2 separate regions of the Mus musculus genome follow, and region 2 is linked to region 1. Evidence: chromatin contacts called from public Hi-C data. All regions are on one chromosome and are shown on one strand. Each heading gives the region's core, a stretch centred on a gene start, on an enhancer-like site or on the middle of the called end of the contact. The rest is flanking DNA. Distances are from core to core; before and after follow the strand shown. Region 1 overlaps Dscam (DS cell adhesion molecule). Region 2 holds the start of Dscam (DS cell adhesion molecule).

Evidence for each region. Hi-C and Micro-C count contacts between places; a contact is called where the count stands out from the background.
Region 2: a Hi-C map of the N1E-115 cell line shows a contact between it and region 1, with 5 times the contacts expected there. The contact joins the promoter of Dscam here to the enhancer-like site in region 1. A contact is called at or near these places in 2 of 39 promoter capture datasets (the 3T3-L1 cell line and hippocampal neurons), 4 of 484 Hi-C or Micro-C datasets (the N1E-115 cell line, bone marrow-derived macrophages, cerebral cortex and 1 more) and 2 of 9 other capture datasets (adipose tissue and liver).

What each region holds. Positions count from the first base shown.
Region 1 is chr16:97,098,661-97,101,932 of GRCm38.p6, reverse strand. The region is part of intron 1 of Dscam (DS cell adhesion molecule); the gene reads left to right. Among named protein-coding and RNA genes, the nearest start is that of Dscam, 70 kb to the left of the region's middle. Within about 2 kb of position 1,727, at least 11 of the 459 cell types and tissues checked have an H3K27ac peak or open chromatin away from gene starts, as enhancers often do. A contact at or near this core is called in the N1E-115 cell line, where this site is marked.
Region 2 is chr16:97,169,161-97,172,432 of GRCm38.p6, reverse strand. Dscam (DS cell adhesion molecule) reads left to right here and starts at 1,698. Exons shown (of 33, transcript NM_031174.4): 1 at 1,698-2,199. The coding sequence starts at 2,157.

The sequences.
Region 1 (3,272 bases), core at 478-2,977:
CAGATTCCCAGCACCCATTATAGGAGGCTCTAAATTTTTGGTCTCCAAACAAACTCATTCGGACATCAAAAGAGGTCTTTAACTGCTCATTAACACTACAGTCTGGGACACTTGATGCACTTCCCTGTTGAGTGAACTGCAGGCTCCTATCCTTCCATTTGCCTTCCTTTCCAGAGTAAGGTGGCATTCCTTTCTTCATTCCCAGGCTCTTTTGTCTAAGGCTCTCCACAGTCTAGGGTTTAGCTTGAGTTCCCAATAACTAATTGCTTTTGGTTCAAACTTGCTGATTCCAGTTGACATGCTCCCTGGCAGCTGCTCTGGTCTAGAAACCACTCTACCCTGGGTGACCCAGTACACAGAGTTCCTGTAGATGGGGCCCCAAGGATATTAGGGAAACCTTCAGATAGTCACTCACTCTCAGGAACATCAGGATAGGCTTGGTGTCTTATTGAGAATAAGCTCAGGCAAGATTATTTGTTACACTCAGACACCAGCCAGGACCACTCTTGACCTCATCAGGTATGCCCTGCAGGGCTCACTGGAAGCAAGACTAAGGGTTGCCATTAGCAGAAGGGATGAAATAGCCATTGGAAGCATTGTGTGGGATGAGTGTAAAAGACTCCTTGGGAGTTTGTAGAATGTGAGGCAAGAGTGTCACGGTGTTGTTTTTAAACTGATCACACTGCAGCCTCATGGCTTAGAGATAGGGAATAATCTGTGATGTGGTGTGAGGTTAGATGACTGTATGTCCTTTAGTTATGCCCTGGCCTGTGCTGTGTTATAAATTCAGATGTTTTCCTAAAATATGTTCAATAGCACAATGTTCTTTCTTCTAACTAAGTGGTTTATTTACTATGGTATATAATATGTGTGTATGAGTGTGAATATACACAAGTCATGGCACATGCATGGATATCAGAAAACAACTTCATATAGTTTCTTTTCATCTACCTTTACGTGGATTCAGGGGGCAGACTCAGGATGTCAGGCTGGAGCAGCAAGCACCTTTGCTTGCTGAGTCATTTTGTAGGCCCTCAAAATGTTTGATAAGTACATAGTTTTCCAATTCATCAAAATAGTCTGCTTGATTTTTTTTTGGCCCTTTAATTCATCCCTTAGTGAACACACAGGTGCACATGCAGACATATACACATATATACACAGGTGCATGTGTACGCACAGGTACATGTACATATATAGGCACACACATATGGACATGTGTACACAAACACACACACACACACACACACACACACACACACACACACACACACACACACATACACACTGGCGAGATGAGCCAAGTACCAATTAGCAAATCACTGGCGTTCTGACCTGAATGTCACAGAAGACATCATGAGCAGTGCCGTCAATTCATATTGTCAATTAGCTGTGATGCCCAGAACCAGACATTAGCAAAGCTGCAATTAATATTGGGAACATCACTTCAACCTGCCATTCAATCAGGAACAGCTTCGAGATGCTCGTTCTAGCACACTTTGTTCTCAGTGGCAGTCATGCTGATGATATTTAAAGGAATGTTTAATTGAGCAGATCTGGCACCTTGACCCTCATCCCTAGCCACACTGGGCAGGGCCTCACAGGAATCTGGGACTGCAGAGGTCAGCCATGCACAGCCAGAAAGAAAGGTGCAGAGCCACAGAGCATCTTCCTTAGAGCAGTGGCAGCTGAGCAGGACATGGCTGCTTAGTATTTGGCAACAGAATGACAGCTGGGAGTCCTCAGTGTCATGGTTCAGTGCTCATGTGCTCATGTGACCAGCCCATCCTGGGGCCCTTGACTTCAGTTTGTGAGACTCAGACCCCAGTCTGTGATTATCTACACATAAGTAAAGAGAGGGATACTGCCTTCCTCAGTAGAAAATTAAGATTTTTATCTCTGTATCGTCTGCAGCCACCCCTCCCCCATGCCTCTAGTGTGTTGTCTTTGTGTGATCCAGTGCTCTGCTCACCTGTGCTGTCCATGGGCTCATGTCTCTTCCTTCCTTCCTTCCTTCCTTCCTCCCTTCCTTTCTTCTTTATTGGTTAACATTTCAAATGTTGTTCTCCTTTCCAGATTCTCCTCTGCAAGCTCCCTGTTCCCTTCCTCTTCCACTGCCTCTATGAGGGTGCTCCCCCAAATTCTCACCTCACCACCCTAGCATCCACCTACACTGGGGCAACAAGCCTCCACAGAATCAAAGACCTCCCCTCCCATTGATGCCAGATAAGGCAATCCTCTGCTACATCTGTGGCTGGAACCATGGGGTCCCTCCATGTATATTCTTTGGTTGGTGATTTAGTCTCTGGGAGCTCTGGCAGGGGTTGGGGGGGTCCAGTTAGTTGATATTGTTGTTCTTCCTATGGGGTTGCAATCCCTTTCAGCTACAGGCACACTTTTCTATTGCTAACAAACAGCCTTCCTATTACAGCATGGAGTGGTCAGGGCTATCTGCTGTTGCTGCCTGGTAATTTTACAAAGTAATAGATAGTGATCATATTACATATACATATATGTGTTTTATATGCATATGTTTTGTATATATGTTATGTGTGTGTATAACTGAACTGGTCAGGAAGTAAAAAAGGAGGTGGTAGAGACATAGTGGGAACTTGAGGGGGAGATTGTGGGATAGAAATGATGTGAATACAGCACTCATGTATGAAATTCTCAAAAAATAAAATAAAATAAAAATCATAAAAAGACCTTGGAAAATTTCTCTGCCTGGGAATTAGAGGACTGTGCTGTTCTGGCTTGGTGCCTACCCACAAACAATCAATTGTTTGCAGTAAAAATATCATAGGAGGAAATGAATTTGAAATGACCTATTTTATCACGAGCCAACCTTGTGTTTTTATTCAGCATCCTAGCTGCTCCCAGCATTCTAGTTTCATGTCACCTTCTGTTAGGTTTGCGAAGGCCATCCCTCAACGACTCTGTCAGCATTGTGTTCTCTGGCATCTCTAAGCTTCATGTCAAAAGCACACGGTCAGAGGCCGTGTTTTGTATTTCTATATGTAGGGGCCACAGGGAGAATTTCAACTCACTTTGCAGGTTGGTCCTAACAGTTCATTATTTTTAATAAGTAGCCATGCTACTGGTTGAACGTTCCCCCTGTAGATTTAATTAGTCTCTATCCCCACCCCTTTGCTAGTTGATGGAGCTGGGAGAAGGGAAATGGCGGCAATTTGAAACCTTGTTAGAAATTTATGAAGTGCTAAAATGTTTTATTCCCAGAGGCTGGCTTGCCAGCTGTCACAGAGTGAATCCGC
Region 2 (3,272 bases), core at 449-2,948, 71 kb before region 1:
CAGATGTGGGCCACTTGTGTGGCCATGGGTTACTTTGTAACAGCTTGGCATCTGTGTGCAGCTGTGCCCTTCCTAACTATTCCCAACAGAGTGAGACAGTAAACAGAGAGTGACAGATACCATGGAAGAGACAGAAAAGGCTGCAAAGGAAAGGACACATTTTCTACTAGGATATTTTAAATGGTGTATTTCCTTCTTTTTGCAAAAGGAGCCCTTTATTTTTCTTTATACCAGATCCCCAAATTTATATAGCTAGCCTAGCTATATAGAACCTTAGCCACCACTGGCCATGGTAACCAGGCACTAGGCCTAGGCTGCAGAACACCGCAACCATTATAGTTAGAAGTGCTGATGATTTCATTCTGTATGCCAGGGCAGGAACACTCATGAGACGCACACGTATGCTTAGAACTGGTAAGTGGAGGTAGTGGTTTGACTCCAAGCTGTCTGCCTCAGCTTTGTCTTGAGTGCTTGGCTACCAAGCCCCAGCTGAGCCTTAAGATGGTTGGAGTACCTGAAGAATTGTGCCCTAAAAGAACAGGAATGCAGGGAGGGAAATCAGGCCCACTGCCTGCCAGGGAGCACAGCTTTGAGGAACAGGGAGTGAAGAAACACCCTTTGCATGCAAAGGCAGAGGACACTGGGGTTCGTGTGTAGCTGGCAGAGCTGGAGGCGCAGCCTGAGTGGGCGGCAGCACGTGACCACCTACAGCTGCAGAGCAATGGCAGCCAGTGCGGCGTCAGGGCTCAGCTGACCCTTCCTAACACAGGGCCTGGCCATCTTGTGCCCAGCCCTGGTAAAGCACCATTTTATTTCTGCCTCAACATTTGCTTTTCTGGGCTATTCTGTGAGCCGTTTTAGGGGTGCCTAATCTGTAAGTGCACATGTAGTTCAGGCAGAAGATGCCTGATAGTCTGCGAAACTATCTCCATTTCCCATGAAATGGTCCTCTCTTGCCTTCCCTCAAAGCTTTCCCAGTCCATAGTCCTGGCCGTGTGCATTCAATGTTAGACTTTAAATCAGGGCACATTCTGACTCTGTGGGTCATTATTTTGTAAAGTGCCAGATACGGATATGTGCTTTTTGAAGGGCCTTTGTTGAAATAGTATCATTACTTCAAGATCTTTCTGGAGACCCATTTAGGCCATGGTCTGCTGTGCCAAGAAAGGGGTTGCATGTTGGGACTCAATACGCACTATCAGCTATTTTAATCAGTTTTTATACACCACTCAGAGACCAAAATTAGAATCGCTCATGTTTGCACCCTAGTATGTATTAAAGATAATTAAAAATCAGCCAGTGAAGTCAGAGAGCTCTTCCCAGGAGCCGCGAGGACTCCAAGGCAGCATTTCCCTCTAGGCAGATGGACTAGACTTTTCAGGGAGTCAATACGGACTCCGAATCCTGCTGCACATCGCATCAAAACTGCTAACGCCTCGCGGTCACCTCTGCCTAGCTGGCACCCTTCCGGAGTGGTCAGCCCCCGGCCGCATCTCATTAACAACCTGCAAGAACAGAGCTACACACGATGGGCTGTGTGGGGACGCGTCTCTGAGCCTCTGAGCCTCTGAGCCCTGGGTCCCGCCGACTGCGTGATCCGCCGCACTCCTCTGCTGCTGCTTTAAGACTGCAGAGCGCCCCAGCGGCCAGAGCAGGGGAGGGGTCCCCGCTCGCCTCCGCGCGCGGCCCGCCGGGCTCAGGCAGGGAAGGGCAGCACAGGGGACCCGGCGCCCGAGGCCGCCGCAGCAGGATGAGCCTGGCCGCGCGCCTGCTGCCTGGCTGCGGAGGGTGAGGCCGGCGCCCGGGAGGCCGCCGCCTGGCCGCGCTGCGCATCGGGGGGCGCCCGGCATGAGCTCGCGCCCGCGGCTGCGGCTGTGCGCCCGCGCCTGGCTGCCCGCGGCCCGCTGAGCCGAGCCGAGCGCACGGCGCACCTGGGCTGTGTCCGCGGCGCGGGGCGCGGCGCCCGGGAGCAGGTGTGCGGGGGCGCAGCAAGCGGGGAGCGCGGCTGGGCGGCTGGGCGGCCCCCGGGCAGGTGGCGGGCAGCAAGCGGAGCCGGGCCGGGCGCGGCGGAGCGCAGCGCAGCGCGGGGGGCGAGGCCGGCGCGTGGCTCGCTCGCTGGCTCGCTGGCTCGCGGGAGGCCGGGCAGCAGCAGGGGCATGTGGATACTGGCTCTCTCCTTGTTCCAGAGCTTCGCGAATGGTGAGCCTTGCGGTCTGTGCTGATTCCTGTCTGGGAAGGGGCCCGGGGGATGGGTGCGGTGTAGGGGGTTGAATGCATGGGTGAAGTCTTTTCCCTTTCCTTTCCTATCCGGGTTGGAATGTTCGTGCATGCGTTTATTTATTTATTTAAAAAATATATTTGCATTGCTTTGGAGAGGTTAGGCGATACTGATAGGAGGCCGGGGAGGCATCGCTCTGCAATCGTTGGAAGCAGCCTACCTAGCTAGCTAGCCAAGTGCCAGCTCAAAGCCTAACTCCAGAGCTAGACAGCTACCTCATCAGAGCCAGGCAGGTTTGGGAAGAAGAGAAGGGAGATGATCATTGCCACTTTGAATATCATAACCAGAAAAGGACATGGCGTTAGGAGCGTAGGCAGGTGCAGGGGTCAATTAAGACAGTAGCCCTCAGGTTCTGCACTCTTGAGCCTTAAAGCCTCCGCTTTAATTCTGCTACAGTTTATCCTTGAAGGCTGTGGGAAAGATGCGTCTGTCTGCATCCCCCTCGTCCCCTGGACACTACATGTTCCTCGCAGTAGTGTATGTAAAAATATGCACTGCTAGGCATTACATCATCTGTAATGTTGACAAATTTTTTAAAAATCACCTGTATACTTATAAAAGTGAAATTGGTGAATGTTGTACATGGTGTTTCCCCCTCATGCGCAGCTCAGTATAGCCTTTTGAGATGCTTTCTTCCTGATATTTAGAATCTATGGCTTTTGATGGAGTCAGACCCAATTAGTAAGTGTGTCTGCACCTTAGGCTGCCTGTCACAGTGTAAATATGAACTTACATGTATGAATGGCTTTCTCTCCTGTGGCAAAGAGAGGGAACTGTTATCATTTGGTACCGCTTGGAAGCATCCAGGGCTTCAATACCCATCTTAAATGTGGAACATCTGCATAAAACGTATAACCTGCTGACAGTTAAAATTAAACCATTGAGAGAGAGAGAGAGAGAGAGAGAGAGAGAGAGCACGCAAGTGAGCGAGAGAGAATGTGAACATGAGAGAATGTGAATATGAAAGAATGAATATATCTGGTCTTTACAAGAA